3 separate regions of the Zea mays genome follow, and all the other regions are linked to region 3. Evidence: chromatin contacts called from public Hi-C data. All regions are on one chromosome and are shown on one strand. Each heading gives the region's core, a stretch centred on a gene start, on an enhancer-like site or on the middle of the called end of the contact. The rest is flanking DNA. Distances are from core to core; before and after follow the strand shown. Region 1 holds the start of LOC100193707. Region 2 holds the start of LOC100502508 (RING/U-box superfamily protein). Region 3 holds the start of LOC103650849 (sucrose-phosphate synthase-like).

Region 1 (2,913 bases), core at 284-2,783, 480 kb before region 3:
ATTCTTGACATCCAGTTGATGGACCGCCCAGTCCCGAGATAGGGTAAGGGAGAGGACAGCCCAAACAGCGGCGAACTTGACGACGGGGCTGAAGGTCTTGTCGTAGTCCACTCCAGAGCGTTGTGTGAAGCCCCGAATAACCCAACGAGCCTTGTAGCGGTTGAGCAAACTATCTGAGGTGAGCTTGTGCCGAAAGATCCACTTGCTGGTGACCACGTTGGTACCTGCAGGGCCGGCCCTGGGGGTGGGTAGAGTGGGCGGCCGCCCAGGGCCCCCAAAGTTATGGGGCCCCTAAATATGTATTAAGTATAAGTATATATTGTGTGCTATGGATATTTAGTAATTGGTCTTGGATCAAACACTATTCAATAGTCTGTTCGCTAGATGAAGCTTGTTGGAAATCTAATATATATGTAAATATATATGTGTGCTAGATGTTTTCAAAAACTTTATATGTAAATATATATTAGATATATAATATATATAGAGAGAGATAATAGGGGCCTCTAAATTAGTTTTCGCCTAGGGCCCCTAAAATGCTAGGACCGGCCCTAGGTCCCAAGTGTGGTTGGCCAACAGGTCCGAGTACTTCTCCTCCATAGCGCGGCGACAGTGGGGATCTACGAGAGTGGCGCGGACGGGGGGAGGGAATCGAGGAGGCAGCCGAAGCAGAGACAGTCATCAGAACGAACCGATCGACACGGCAGAGAATGTTGGCCGAGCGACGTGTCACCATTAGGTGGACATGGCCAAGGTCACGGTGGATGGCGACCGGGTGGTACACCGAGGGCTCGACATAGGAACGAGCCAATGGGGAAGGGGGCGGTGGGTCAGTCCGCCCACGACGGTGGTAGACGTGGGCGGGATCAGCGAAGCGTGTCGGTGGGACGCAAGCGACGGGGACGCGCATGACGCAAGCGAAAACAGCGGAGCCACGTTCGTCGACGAAGCCCACACAAAAGACAAAAAAAGAACATATATGGAAGGTAAGACAAACTACAAAAGAAAAGTGCTAATGTGCGCGTTTTTCAGTTTCTGACATGAAAAATTACATGTGGGATGACAGATGGAAGCATTCGCCAATGTAAAACAAAGAACAGAAGGTAGCACCATACCATTTTCCCTTGAGCAAACCACTCATCCGACTTACTTGGTCCATCCCCGTACTTCCCTGCAACAGTCCACACAAAAGACAAGAAAATATAACAATGTCAATCAATCCGAATCGAACCCGACTGATAAAGCCCAGAGCTTGCCCAAGTCCCTGACTCGCCTCCACTGAACGAGAAGCCATCCCCAATGGACTCATCCGCATCGATCAAGTAATAATCCTACACACAAAAAAAATACAGATTCAAACGCGAATGCCGCAATGGAACTTGGTGACCCGTATCAGCGTTGCCGCTGGTGGGCGCACGAGACCTCATCCTTGGGGAGCGCGGCCCGGCGCCGAGAGACCGGCTTCCTTGTCCGGGCGCGGCAGGGGAGGGCGGTGCCAAAGCGAGGCGCGTATAAGGTCGGGCCAGCTGCGGCGAGCTGCGGCGCCATTGGAGGTGGGTGATGCTGCCATGAGCAACCGGATTCAACGGGGTTTTGGAGGGAGGAGTAGAGCAGACGAACAATAGATAGGGTTTGGTTGGTTCGCGCGCTTCCCGCCACAGTTTTCTTTGTGGGTTGTCTGTTAGTGGCTCACTAGCTCCAGCCCAATTTTATCTTTGTGGGTTGTCTGTTAGTGGCTTGCTGGCTCCAGCCCAGTTTTAATTATGGGCCGTCTGTTTGTGATGATCGGGACAGGCTTACGATGCGCAGCCCAACAAGTAAAGCTATTGTACTACTCTCCGTCTCTCCCAGTACTAATAAACGAGTACTACATAGAATAATTTAGCATATTTATGAGCTATTTAAATATCTTCAACTAAAAAATTTAGTGCTCTGTATAAAATATTTTAGTATAATTAGTACCTATTTGTATCTCCTATGAAAATTTTAGGGCACCTTAACTTACTTTTAAGCTCTAATATGAATAGTAACTTAAAGGTAACTTTTAAGTGTAAAGCTCGTTTTAGCTCTAAACCTCTAGGTTTAAAGCTCTAGATTTCAAAGGTTTAGAGAAGAAAATCCAAACTTAGTTAACTTGAAAATATTTTTTTATGAAACCTTCGCCGTCACGATCACTTGGAACCTAAGTACAATTTTACGGACTAAGATTTAAAATATGATATAAAATTGAAGGTAGAAGAAAGAAATATAATGAATTCTTTTTTATTTTTAACCAAACCTCCCCTTTTATAAAAATGGAGTGGTCTTATTTAAATGTAAAGCGCTTCTTCAATATATTTCTTGAAGGAAGCGCTATAGCTCGTCTCCAATACTCAGCAGTTCCGAAATTTCCGAAACGCCCTGTTCTCCAGGCTGATACTTGGAACATTCGAACCTAAAAATTACTGCAAGCATACAGTCAAAACCTGGATGTGAAGTGCTCAAGGGAAACATTCGAACCCGAAACTCTCAACGATGTCCATCATAAACCTGAAAACTCTTGCAAGAATTAAAGCATTCAATACTGATAAACCTGTCTTTCATGCATTCAATCAAAACTAGAAATCCATGTCAGAACATGTGGTGAACCTGTAACGACAAATCTCAGACAACATTCACTTAAAAGAACAGAAGAAACGCACAAGAAAACCAGAAGAAATGCAAACCAAACCGCGCGCCCAGATTTAAATACAAAAATCATTTATTCATGATTAAGCATACTGCTGCACCGACAACTGTTCCTGGTAAAACACTTGACAACCCGTCCATGAAACCGAACTGCATTAAGACACAAACCACATGTACTTCAAACTTCGAAGAACACCCTCCTGGCAGAGACCACAGGCACAAAGACAACCCAGGTGTACACAGCAA
Region 2 (3,127 bases), core at 481-2,980, 310 kb before region 3:
GTACGCCAAGTCGACAAACAGTATTGAACAACATCTATGATTGCAGTGACATATATTGCCGACTTTCTAATCAAACCATGTAGACGATTATCAACGAGATCATGTTGTTAAATGGGCAGCTAACAAGTAGCAACAGAAAAAAAAATAGAGGTACATTGTGAAGCACTAACACACATATCGTATAGCTTTTTTATGCTAGCAAGGTAAACTGTAACAAACAGAACCTACATTATGATGGTACCTCATTGAGTGCAGGGTAAACATCACAACTGATAGAGAATGAACAGGACAGCAGTCCAACAGAGCAAAACAATAAATTACTATGTGTGGAATGAAATGAGAACTATGAATCTTCATACAAAACAACTTGATTGATCCACTAAAATGAATGAACAGAAGAGGGGGGGGGCAGTCCAACAGAGCAAAACAATAAATTACCATGTGTGGAATGAAATGAGAACTATGGATCTTCATACAAAACAACTTTATTGCTGCACTAAAATGAATAACTGAACATGGTTTATAAAATTCACACTGGATATAACATCAAACCTGCTGTTTCTAGGTTTGTTTCGGAATCATCATCTATTATGATAGTAATACTTTCTGTCGTGGTCAACTGCTGTCTTGCCTGAAACATGAAGGAAACCAACCAGATAAACATTTTCTTCATATTAAATGATCATATAAGAATCAAAAGCAGAACAAAATAATATGCATATCCACAGATAGACACCAGAACAATGCACAAGTACGTACTCGAGGCAGTGGTCTTGAAGAATAGATAACGGCATCATCATCGATGGCTTCCACATCGATGGGGCAACTACGCATACCAATGCGAGGCTCACCAGTAGCCGGTGGTGTACTACTCGAAGCCTGGATGTGTTGTACAGGCATGCTGCTTGAACCCTCTCTATGAGAGACAGGGATACTGCTGAAACGTGAAGCCCCCTCACCAGCCCCTTCAGCAGGGGGATAGTTGAGGTCCAAAAGCCGTGAATGCGAACCAGCACCATGGGAGTTCATGGTGTTGCAATAAAAGATACTGGCTCGAGCAAAATCGATTGAAAAAAAATATATGTTCACAAAAACTTCAGCAATGATTACAAGCATAATTCCGACGGCTTCAAAACAGAATGAGGAAATAAACAATATTGTTCTCGAGACCCCATGGTAAAACTAAAACATGTCTTACATGATTTAAAAACATATAACAACATTCTTGAACAATGAAAACATGTTCACCCATCTTTTCTACAGGAATTGGTGTACACAGCACTCGTGGATACACAACCGAGATAAACTACAACTGAGGAGATGCAATAACTCTAAAAAGAAACATCTGCGTAACCTGCACACAAGGCCGACCCCAATCAACGAAAGAAGAATTACGCCCAAATGGCTTCTCAAAGACTCAAGCTCCGCTTCAACCAAAAAGGACTAAAACATCACACCTTTCTACCGCTTTCCCCAATTCCCCAACCACTAAACATATGGGTCGACAGAGATCCCCGGAATTCCATCCAAAAACCTTGTATCCCGCCCAGATATCGTCTAAAACCCCCCGAATCGGAGATGATTCCAGAAGGGTTAGACCCAGTCGCACCGCATGAAGGGAAAACCAAGAGGAGGGAACACCTGCTGTCCTGGTGGTGCTCGCCGCCGGCAAAGTGTGTGCGTGTGGGTGGGTGGGGGTGGAGCTCGGCCGCGGGGGGAGAGGATGCGGCCGCCGCCCTCTACGGATGGATCGGGACTCGGGAGCATGAAGGGAAGAAAGAAAATAGAAAGAGTATAGGCCGACCGATGGGCCTACGTGTCAGTGTGTCACATGTTTCTGTTAACAGATAAATAGAAAAAATATGACCGTCCCATACTACTATTAAAAAATAAAAACAAATTAAATAAACATATCAAACTGTGCACTAAAGACATACTAGTCGGGCTTGCCCGTGTGTTACAACCGCTTACAACAATATCCATATAAATTATCCACCAAATTTTTTTTAAAAATTTTTATTGATTATCTCCGCTCTCCGTATAATATTTTTTTGATTTGGCTAACTGATGTTATTGTTTACTCCATCCAATATGTCTTGGTACAATACGGTCAATAAAGTGAGCGATTAGAAGAGAGTTCACAACGACTAACTGAACGAACATATATTATAAAATGACATAATTCCACCATACAGAGACTAAATAAGAGAAAGTTTGTGAGCTCAAGTTTCTAAAATAAGTCACATTAACTCAAATTTATAAAAAAGATAGATCAAAATATGGAGTGATTGCTAAAGTCAGATATCAATAAAAACTGGATGCGCTCCATATAAATTATGCTACTTTGTAGCCATTACTAACGTTTAAAACCAACAAATAACATTTCATTTTATATTAGTGTGACAAATTATTATTGCTCCATCCAATTCAGCAACCTCAAATATCATGGAGTCCATTACACCAATATTATTTTTATTTTACAAAAAACATATATACATATATACAATTTATATTCAATATTAAAAATAATTTATATTCAATATTAAAAACTTTTGAGCATGATGTTCTACTGGTTAGACAACTTCACCCAGCCCTTCTTCCATCAGGGCATGAGTTCGAACCCCACCTTTTTAACATTTTATGCCTATTTAATCAAATAGGACGACGGGCTGGCCCGACACAGTCAACAAGCCGGTATGACGTGTCTGGGCCAGAGTTGTGGCCCGCGGGCGTCTGGCTCGTGCCGGGCCGCCGTTTGACCATCTATAGGCGTGCAGCGGGTTAATTTGAAATAGCTGTGAGGGGTTATTTGTAAAAAGATGACGCAGAACGACCTTACTGTATACAAACACCGAAGAAAATGTGCTCAACCACCTTTACCATTTTTTCTAAATTGATTTTGGTGTTTGATGACAATTATAAACTAATGTACTAACTAGTTTGCGTAGTTGATTATTTCACACGTGCATAAGTCTATCTATCTCAATTCTAAGTCGATTGTCCGGAATAACGTAGATTATTCTGGACAGACGAGTTTTTTTGGAAAATTCATCTGTGCGCGGACCGTCCACGATACCTAATGCACCTCGGACAGAAACTATGTTGAAATCAAATCTTCTTCTACATA
Region 3 (3,115 bases), core at 457-2,956:
GTCGCCATACGTCATATAGGCACACACGAACACATGGGGATGATCCATTCCTATGGGGAATGGCGAAGATGAGTCGGTCTTCGTCTACGCGCTGTTCGGTGGTGGGCACAACGATCTGTCGAGCAATTCCTCTCGCCACCCACACCCCTCCTACTCGGCGATGCCTCGGTCGAGTTCCACGCACCCTCACAAAACTCCTCGGTCATTCATTGGGGACCTATCACCAGCACTCGCGACGAATGACCACAGCCGCTCAATCTCACTCACTCTCTGCTCGACGGTGGTACGCTCAGTTTCCTCGTTGTGGCACATGGCGCCATGGTTTGATGGAACGGGGTGGTCACGGTGGTACTTATACCTAGGGAAGAGGGTCTAGGGCCCGGGATTTACAGCCGATCGGTTACGATAACGCGCGCGAATCTGAGTATGGGTTTGTTATAGACGAAAGAGATAGCTGCTGTCGAGGTGACCCATATGACGGTGATCGTACAGGCGCGTGCGAGCATAGGAGAAAGGGTGACTGCGTGCCGAGGTTGAGTGGAAAACCAACGTTACGAGAACTACCTATCATTTACTCACTCAAATCTAATAAACAATATTATTTAGATTATCTCACATGACTCATCCCTTCCCTCCCCGCTGCCCCTCTCTCTCCCCCTCACTTATGCCACCGATGTCGTTAATCTCTCTCCTCACGTCACCACTGTTACCATCGCTATCTCACTTCTATGGGATCATAGCGTTAGCACGAGCTATATGTTAGTTTAGTTAATATAAAAGTTATTTCAATGGAGGAGATGACACTAAGATTTGTTTGAATCAGTTTACAGAGTGTAGTATTATTCCTACGAATATTGATTACGTGCCACAACGACGACCATGGCGCGTCCTTGGATATATTATGGCATGTTTGTTTTAGCTGTTTTTTGAGGAGCTTTTCTGAGAATCTGACTGTGTAGATAATCTAAGTATCATAGAGATTACGTATGGAGGAAGATAAAAGAGTCTAAAGGGTTTCCTATAATCATAACGACTCGATGATTCTGTGTTCATGTTACACAGTTTTAACTAAAGTGATTATTATAGAAACGAGCTTAAAAGCTGAAGTCAACAACCGTTTCTGCTGGCCATAAGTTGAAAAAAAAGGTGCACGTGTGGACAGGCCATGGATTGCGTCGCTGCTCAGCTGCTGCCATTGCCAGCCAGGACATGCGTTCGGCCTTCGGCGGCATGCCGGGGGCGCCTTCTACTTGCATGAGATGAGAGACAATGAGACATGGGTGGCTAAGGAAAGGGTTCGTGGGGGTGACGCAGCGCGTCCACATACGTACGCCGCACGTAGTACGCGCGCGCGCGAACGCGCCCGATCCGTAACCGCGTGTGGATCCTAACGGGACGCGCAACTCAAAAAGAGCGGGGCCCAGCTTCGCTCGTGGGTCGTGGCGGCCAGGCGGGGGGCCGGCGGCTCGCTGATAAGGCGGGCCCAGCCAAACCGGGGATCCACGGCCTAGCCGGAACGAGATCCTCTGACGTGGGGGGTGGGCACTGCCGCGTGGCCCCCGCGTGCGACAGGGCCCGCGCGCAGTGACCCTACTGCCCCCTGCAGTACGTCAGAGGAACCGGCTCCGCCTAGCCACGTTTCGTCCGCGCCGCGGCTTTCTCATCCCCGCGCCGCCTCCCTGCTCCCTCCGTGCCTCCGTGGCAACTGAAGGCCCCTACAGGCTACAGCTGCGGCCGCCGCTGCAACCGCATGTACGGCAGGCACGAACCTGTCCCTTCTTCAGTCTCAAATTCCCTCCCTCCCTCCGATGCCGCGGTGACGCGTGGGCGTGGTGCGTGCGCGCGCGCGCTCCTTTCCCCCTGCCTTGCCTGGAGCCTGCCCCATCCTCTCCCTCCCTCTCTCTCTCTCTCTCTCTTGATCGGTTCCAGTTAACACTCGCAGCCTCCCCTTCTCGAGTCGCCAGTGGCCACGCCGGGACGGGCGCGCTTTTCCCCTGCCGCGCCAAAGCAGGAAACAAAGCAACGGCCAGGAAGGAGTCACGCGCGAGGCGAAAAGCGGGCGGGTGGAAGAAGCGTGGGCGCCTGGGTTAACGCTCCCGCAGCGAGTGATCTGAGAGCGGTAGAGGCCGGCCGGAACCGCGGAAGAGGAGAGGCCGGGGGATCCGACGATGGCGGGGAACGAGTGGATCAATGGGTACCTGGAGGCGATCCTCGACAGCCGCACCTCGTCGGGCGGCGGCGGAGGCGGCGGCGGCGGGGACCCAAGGTCGCCGGTGGCGGGGGCGTCGCCGACGAAGGGGGCGAGCCCCCGCGGCCCGCACATGAACTTCAACCCCTCGCACTACTTCGTCGAGGAGGTGGTCAAGGGCGTCGACGAGAGCGACCTCCACCGGACGTGGATCAAGGTCGTAGCCACGCGCAACGCCCGGGAGCGCAGCACCAGGCTCGAGAACATGTGCTGGCGGATCTGGCACCTCGCGCGCAAGAAGAAACAGGTCCGGGTTTCGCCCGCCTCTTTTCTCGGCTATCATCTCTCGCTGCTTGTTTTGTTCGTTAATAATCTCGTTCGTCTCTGAATGTGTTTTTCCTTTTCAGTTCAATCTCTGTTTTTTTTTCTTCCTTTCCCGTGCCCCTTTTGTGTGACGTGCTTCCCGTTAGTTAGCATGCGTACGGAACCGCCCGCTCCTTGATTTTTAATTTTTAGTGCTTTTTGTTTGCTGGACGGAGGTGCGTGAATATAAAGAGCACACTGCATGAGCGAGAGCGATCCAGCCGATCCTTAAACCTTGACTTCTAGTGCTTTCTGTTTGCTGGAAGTAGATGCATGACCAATGAAGCGCACATCCTTTTGGTCTTCAGTGTTTTCTGTTTGCTGGACGGAGATGGATGATTAATGAAGGGCGCGCTTGAGCGATCCCTGATATTTAGTGTTTTGTCTTTACTGTTTTTTGTTTTCTGGACGGAGATGCATGATTAATGAAACGAACAGTGCACAGCGAATAGAATATCTGATAAATATTTTAATCGTTCGCTTTATAAACTTTTTTTCTGATTTGATGTTTAAGCTTGATGGTGAAGTGACGATAGATCAAGCATGCATGGTTGGTTGTGGTGC

Evidence for each region. Hi-C and Micro-C count contacts between places; a contact is called where the count stands out from the background.
Region 1: a contact with region 3 is called in a Hi-C map of tassel, with 5 times the contacts expected there. The contact joins the promoter of LOC100193707 here to the promoter of LOC103650849 in region 3. A contact is called at or near these places in 7 of 25 Hi-C or Micro-C datasets (bundle sheath, ear, endosperm and 2 more).
Region 2: a contact with region 3 is called in a Hi-C map of ear, with 2.6 times the contacts expected there. The contact joins the promoter of LOC100502508 here to the promoter of LOC103650849 in region 3. A contact is called at or near these places in 8 of 25 Hi-C or Micro-C datasets (ear, endosperm, leaf and 2 more) and 1 of 3 datasets of contacts at active chromatin or transcription factors (leaf).

The regions. Positions count from the first base shown.
Region 1 is chr3:162,938,817-162,941,729 of Zm-B73-REFERENCE-NAM-5.0, forward strand. It overlaps LOC100193707, which reads right to left and starts at 1,534. Exons shown (of 13, transcript NM_001138799.2): 1 at 1,423-1,534; 2 at 1,274-1,331; 3 at 1,116-1,171. The coding sequence starts at 1,118.
Region 2 is chr3:163,104,437-163,107,563 of Zm-B73-REFERENCE-NAM-5.0, forward strand. LOC100502508 (RING/U-box superfamily protein) reads right to left here and starts at 1,731. Exons shown (of 4, transcript NM_001196986.1): 1 at 760-1,731; 2 at 553-631. The coding sequence starts at 1,116.
Region 3 is chr3:163,417,939-163,421,053 of Zm-B73-REFERENCE-NAM-5.0, forward strand. LOC103650849 (sucrose-phosphate synthase-like) reads left to right here and starts at 1,707. Exons shown (of 12, transcript XM_008676442.4): 1 at 1,707-2,495. The coding sequence starts at 2,169.